Regions from separate parts of the Mus musculus genome. Here region 2 is linked to region 1. The links are chromatin contacts, called in public HiChIP or PLAC-seq maps. All regions are on one chromosome and are shown on one strand. The core of a region is the stretch at or near the end of the contact, and the rest is flanking DNA. Distances in the headings are between cores, read along the strand shown. Region 1 overlaps Vps13d (vacuolar protein sorting 13D). Region 2 overlaps Tnfrsf8 (tumor necrosis factor receptor superfamily, member 8).

Region 1 (2,802 bases), core at 57-2,556:
GTCCCTGGAACTATAGTAGAAGGAGAGAATGGACCCCCAAAATTAGATACTTTCAGATACTCACATGTACTCCTATTCACATACACACATCATGTACTTACACTGTAATAGTAAATTTTTTTTAAAAAGGCATTCCTTTCTAGATGAGCTGTTTTCATGATTTGATCCTGTTTTTATCTGCAGACACTGAATATCTTAGTGGTAAAATGTTAGATCATGCCCTACTCTGCATTTTAAAATAACCTGGGCATTTGTTTCTTACCATGTTTGGAGGTGTTCAGGGTCAGCATGAGATTTGCCAGCATTTTCACTCTGTATTTGGGAAGGCTAGGACTCTGAGCATGAGCAGCCAGAGAACTCTAGAGCTGAGCTCGGAGGCACTCCTAGGCACTGGTGTCTGCCTTGTAGGAGTCTGAGTGGCATTTCTAGATAGCAGAGATGCCATCATTCTCGCGACATGCTCTCCCCACTCCTTGCTAGTCTCCAGCCTTCATGTACTCTATTGAGTACAAACTCATCATTGTGTGTGGCTATAGGACTTCCTGGAATCCCCACCTGCAGTGCCTGTTTGTTTCCCTGCTAGGAAAAGAGATAAGCCTTGAGGAGTTGAGATCAACCTTGATTGTAAGCTCATCAGAACAATGAAGATAGTAGTAAAGAGCCGACCATTGTTGATCTGTCATTGGTGCTAAAGTCTCTGTTTCTTCATAGCACTTCTGGCACTAGCTATGTAGGGCCTTCCCTACATCATTTTCTAACTGTAGTAACCTGCTGGGCATGCTCCAAGTGGTATAGCTACCTGCAGTTAGGAAGCTTGGGCCTACTTCGGACACCAGCCACAGGTCCAGGTGTCTCTTGTTTCTGACTAACCAGCAACAGCTTAGGGGTTCACACAGTCCCCTCCCTCAGATCCAGTAAGTCGATGTAAAAGCCTGTTGAACTCAGGGGAAGCAGGTTCACTAGCTCATTACAGAGCTGCAAGAGGAGAACAAGGATGTCCCAGGGTCAGGGGCAGTGGGACCTCTTTTGCATGCATTAGAGTTCCATCTTCTCTTGTGCACACTGGGCAACTGTGAGTCCAGTGTGCATGCTTTATTGAGGAGCTCCATAGCGCTTATGATTGCAGTTTGTCTCTAGCCCCTCTCCCTCTCTGGAGGTGTAGGGAGTGTGATGGGAATTGACAGTGAGTTCTTTGGAATGTGTCAGTAATAGATCTTTATTTTGAGATCACACTAAGTGTGAGACAGGAGGTAAACTGTAGTCAGAAATGGTAATCTAGTTCTGCAGCAGTGTTTTGTTTCTCTCCCCTCCCAGGAAAGGGAATGAGCTCATTTCTATGCCATGTGAGTCTGTATAAGGGCAGACAAGTGTGCTCTAAAGTTAGCTGTGGATGAAGAATTGCCAAACTACTGCAAGACATTTTTACAAAAAGATTCCAATTTTTGTTAAGCCAAATCACAGTACGGATTTTAATGACAAAATTTTTCTTGTCTTTGTTTTTGAGGATTTGATTTTAGGTGGCAGTACCTACAAAGATTGCCTTTTCTTCAAGGTATATGTGGTTGTGTTCTCTCTCTCTCTCTCTCTCTCTCTCTCTCTCTCTCTCTCTCTCTCTCTCTCTCCTCTCTCTCTCTGTTATTCTGAATAAAACAAAACATCTTTATGGGATTCAGTAGTCAGTTCACATTCATGTACTTAAAACAAAACAAATGAAGCCCCTAAATGCTGACCGTTTGAAATACTTTGCTGTATGCAAAGCCTGCTTTATTACTTTTTGTGTGGCTGCTTTAGGGGAGTTACTTCTTGCCTGTATAGGAAAGCTTTACTTAAGGCCTGTATTAAAGGTCTTTTTAGTTCTGGCTAGTACTTCTTGAATGACCTCACTTTATATTCAGAAATCCCAGGAAAGCTGCTGTGTTACAGACTCCTGGGTTGTTTAGTGGAATTCCATAAGGCTGTGTGGCATGTGTCTTTTGTCTAGATCCCTGTGATCTGGTGTACTTAGCATGCAGTTCAGCTCATCTGACCTCAGTGCTGATGGATGGTTTCTGAGTTGATACTTTTTTCTTATGCTCTGCATTTATACTTGTCTGTTGATGTTCTTGCCCATGTGGGGTGTGTCTACTGCAATGTCCAGTGGCCCAAGAACAGCAAATACTCCTGACTTGGCACATGTAGATCCCTGGAGCACTGGTGCCCTCTGCCCCAAGGTTTTATGGCTCCTACATGTGGGACAGTTTCCTCTGAAACCTGTTTTACTGAGGATATGTTTGGATTCTGGCATATGTTTGTCTTTTCTTTTTCTCAACCATAGCTTCTGCTTAAACCATAATTTCTAAGTCAGAGTCATTCAAAAGCTTGGGGTTGATCTCCTCAAGCTATTGATTTATTTAAACTAACTGCAGAGAGGATGTAGATGTAAGTCAAATAAAAGAGTAACAAACTCTCTGGAGTTTAAGTATACCGTACCGAGGCACTTTTACTGTGGAAACATTTAAATGATAGCATTTACCTAGTAATGCTCCTTAGACAAATGCAGGAAGTTTGCACTACTGATCGTTTTGATTACTGCTCAGAAAGCAGAGGCTGTGGCTTTTCAACTTTTTCAAAGCTGAGGAGTCAGCTTTGCTGCAGCCCCAGAGAGCCACACTTTTCATACTCCTAGGAATGGTACCTGTGATGGGCGAGAAGGGGCTGTCTCACCATGCAGAAGCCACACACAGACAGGCCTCTGAGGGGTCATGCAGACCCAGGGAAGTTGAAAACACCAATGACTAGTTGACTCTGGAATCAACTTTTCCA
Region 2 (2,910 bases), core at 314-2,813, 160 kb before region 1:
TTAAGAGCACTTCCTATTCTTCCAAAGAACCCAGGTTCAGTTCCCAACAACCTCATTAGGCAGTTCACAACTGCCTGTGAACTTCAGCTCCAGGGGATCTGACACCTCTGAGGACACACATACACACACACACACACACACACACACACACACACACACACACACACACACACACACGACATACACTCATAAACACACATATACATAAAGAAAACTATTTGAGCTGGGTGGTGGTGGAGCAAGCCTTTAATCCCAGCCAGAGCCAAGTGGATTTCTGTGAGCTTGAAGCCAGCCTGATCTACAGAGTGAGTTCCAGGACAGCCAGGGCTACACAGAGAAACCCTGTCTCCCAAAACAAAACAAAACAAAACAGCCAAACAACAAGAACAAAATTAAATGTTCCTGTGATGATCCTTTGATGACAGCTTGACAGAATCCCATGTAGCCTAAGCTGCCTTTGAACTTTGTGGCAGCGGATGCTGGCCTTGAACTCCTGATCCTCTTGCTTCTTGCCCTCTCCCAGTGCTGGGATTAATTACAGGCCTGTGCTACCATACCCAGCTTCTTTTGGGTTCCTTCCTGCCCCCTACTTGCCTCCCAATCCAGCTCATTCTCTTCCCTATTCCTCTTTGGGGTCCTGCAGACCATTGCTTTCCCCTAGTTAGAAACTGGAGGACCCAAGGACAAGGTTCTGTCCTGATTAGGTTTCTGTCCAGAGCTCTTCCTGGCTTACAGTCTGACCGTACCACCTTTCCATGGTGTGTACTCCTTTTTCATAGAGACCCACTCATCCCATGGGTTTAGGGCTTCTGGTGGGCTCCTTTATCCTTAGTGAGCTCCCAAACCTCTGTCTCTCCAAATTAAAGTTAAGGGTTTCATTATAATTGGGGGTGGGGAGTGGGGCGTGTGAGCAATTCTAGTCCACAGTGGTCTCCTCCCACCTCCCCATCCTCTCATCTAGTCCTGCTCCTCATCTATTCCCTCCACCCACCCACCCACCCACCCTTCAATCCAATGGCAAGATCACTCTTGGAAGAGGTCATTTCTTCCAGCTCCTCCCGTTTTTTTTTTTTTTTTTTTTTTTTTTTTTTTTTTTTTTTTCAGGCCTCTGGTCCTTTGGTGCTGTCTGTTTCCTTTACCCCTGCGTGTCCCTTTCTGCTATCTCCATCCTATTGCAGCTCTGAGACACTACCTCTACGAGCCTTCCTTTGCTGCAAGGGACTGGCTTCCTGCATTTCTGTTCTGGTCGGTTTTTGCCCTTCTGTCCACAGAGAGGTGTGGCCACAGTGCCATGACGTTCTGAAGCCACAGTTCCAGTCAGAGAGAGAAAGACACTTGTGAGCATGACCCCCAGGTCTTAGGCTTTCTCCACTTAACAGCTGGGACTTACAGACAGGGGCTGGTCCCTCCTCTCACTTCCTCTAAGGCTCAGTGCTGAAAGTGGCTGAGCACCTCAGGTCTTTGTGGTGGGCGGGGCGTTTTGCTGGAGTTTTATTGACCCTGTGCTTCCGGACAAGCCACAGAGGAAAACCAGAAAAACCCCTTCTTCCGTGTTTTGGGGAAATTTCTGACATTTTGCCCGCCCTCTCAAATCAGCGCTCAACTATGTGGCAGGGTTTGCACGTGGGTGGGCTGGTAGAGGAAGCTGGAAAACCTTTGAATTTGAGAGGCTGAGAGGTCTTCTCCTGTCTGTCCTCACCTAGGAGGGGTGCCTTGCCACCTGCTGACAGTCACTTCCCAGTTCTCTGCTGACATACCTGTGGTGACAACTCACTGCCTGCCTCATAAAATGACCAACAGCACTTATGATTCAGGCCACTACAAAGGAGGCCTGGCTCTTTCCCCACAGTAGCACATAAACCTCATAGGAAGCCAGAGAAGGAACTTGAACACGGTCCACAATCACCTGAGCTCAACCCTGAGCTCCTTCAGCCTTCCTTGGTGTTCTGGACCCCAGGCCTTGTTCAGGGTTGGGATGGTGAAGGCCCTGGTGTCTCTCCAGCTTCTATTCATGAGTCAGAAGAACATAGGTTCACCAAATATGATCCAGGCCCTGCAACAGGAGACTCAATGATTGCTGTAAACAGAGATAGCCATCCTGAAGAGTGTGGGAGTATTTCAGGTAGATAAATTTAGATACTGAAATTTAACTCCCCAGTCGTGACGAAAGGAATATGCCACCAAGCCAGATTTCATCAATTTTAACCAGAAATTCAGTAGAAAAAGCCAGACCATCCATCTTGAAAAACGCTCAAGGGATGGGGCTTATCGGTTGGTGGTCTGATGGTCATGTGCCCATGTTGAGCCAATCACAATGGTGAGAAAGATAACACGTTCTGATTGGTCTGTTGGAGTCACATGCCTATTCTGAGGCGATGATGGAGAAAAATGAAATGTTCTGATTAGCCCACCTCGGTCATGTGCTTAACCTGTGGTGAAGCAGTGGGAAACATACGTGACTGAACAAACATGACAGGCTCTGGCAGAACAGATAGAACCTGGCAGATATCATGTACCCTTTGCCTCCGTCATCATCCTGCATCTCCTGTCCTCTAAGTTTGGGAGGAAGATTGCTGGGTGGTTCCAGGGCCTCTCAGTCAGCTTGAATCAGTATCTTCATGGCCTTAACTCCCCATAGTCCCCCCAGTTCCCTCAGAGAATCAGGACCTCTGCTGAGAGTGACAGCCAGCACTCAGACTATACTTGCTGAACTTCACCGACGCTTCACCCTTGTCCACTCTAGGAGAAACAGATCATATTGTCACTATGAGTGAGGTCGCTGCAATTGTCCATGGTCACGGATTGTCAGTTGGCAGGCCAGGAATGCCAGATCTTCCCCATTCTTGGGCTGCCTATTTGTTCCCAGTGACCTCCATCGAGGTCCATGCCTCCGTCTGTAACACAAGCATT

What was found. HiChIP or PLAC-seq counts read pairs in DNA pulled down with a chosen protein or histone mark.
Region 2: a contact with region 1 is called in an H3K4me3 HiChIP or PLAC-seq map of bone marrow-derived macrophages, with 2.5 times the contacts expected there. The contact joins two enhancer-like sites. A contact is called at or near these places in 5 of 39 promoter capture datasets (embryonic stem cells, liver, macrophages and 1 more), 3 of 484 Hi-C or Micro-C datasets (the AML12 cell line, bone marrow-derived macrophages and embryonic stem cells), 3 of 115 datasets of contacts at active chromatin or transcription factors (bone marrow-derived macrophages and embryonic stem cells) and 4 of 9 other capture datasets (adipose tissue, embryonic stem cells, liver and 1 more).

The regions. Positions count from the first base shown.
Region 1 is chr4:145,135,430-145,138,231 of GRCm38.p6, reverse strand. All of the region lies in intron 25 of Vps13d (vacuolar protein sorting 13D), which reads left to right. Among named protein-coding and RNA genes, the nearest start is that of Vps13d, 58 kb to the left of the region's middle. Within about 2 kb of position 1,306, at least 13 of the 459 cell types and tissues checked have an H3K27ac peak or open chromatin away from gene starts, as enhancers often do. A contact at or near this core is called in bone marrow-derived macrophages, where this site is marked.
Region 2 is chr4:145,298,969-145,301,878 of GRCm38.p6, reverse strand. All of the region lies in intron 2 of Tnfrsf8 (tumor necrosis factor receptor superfamily, member 8), which reads left to right. Among named protein-coding and RNA genes, the nearest start is that of Tnfrsf8, 15 kb to the left of the region's middle. Within about 2 kb of position 1,563, at least 89 of the 459 cell types and tissues checked have an H3K27ac peak or open chromatin away from gene starts, as enhancers often do. A contact at or near this core is called in bone marrow-derived macrophages, where this site is marked.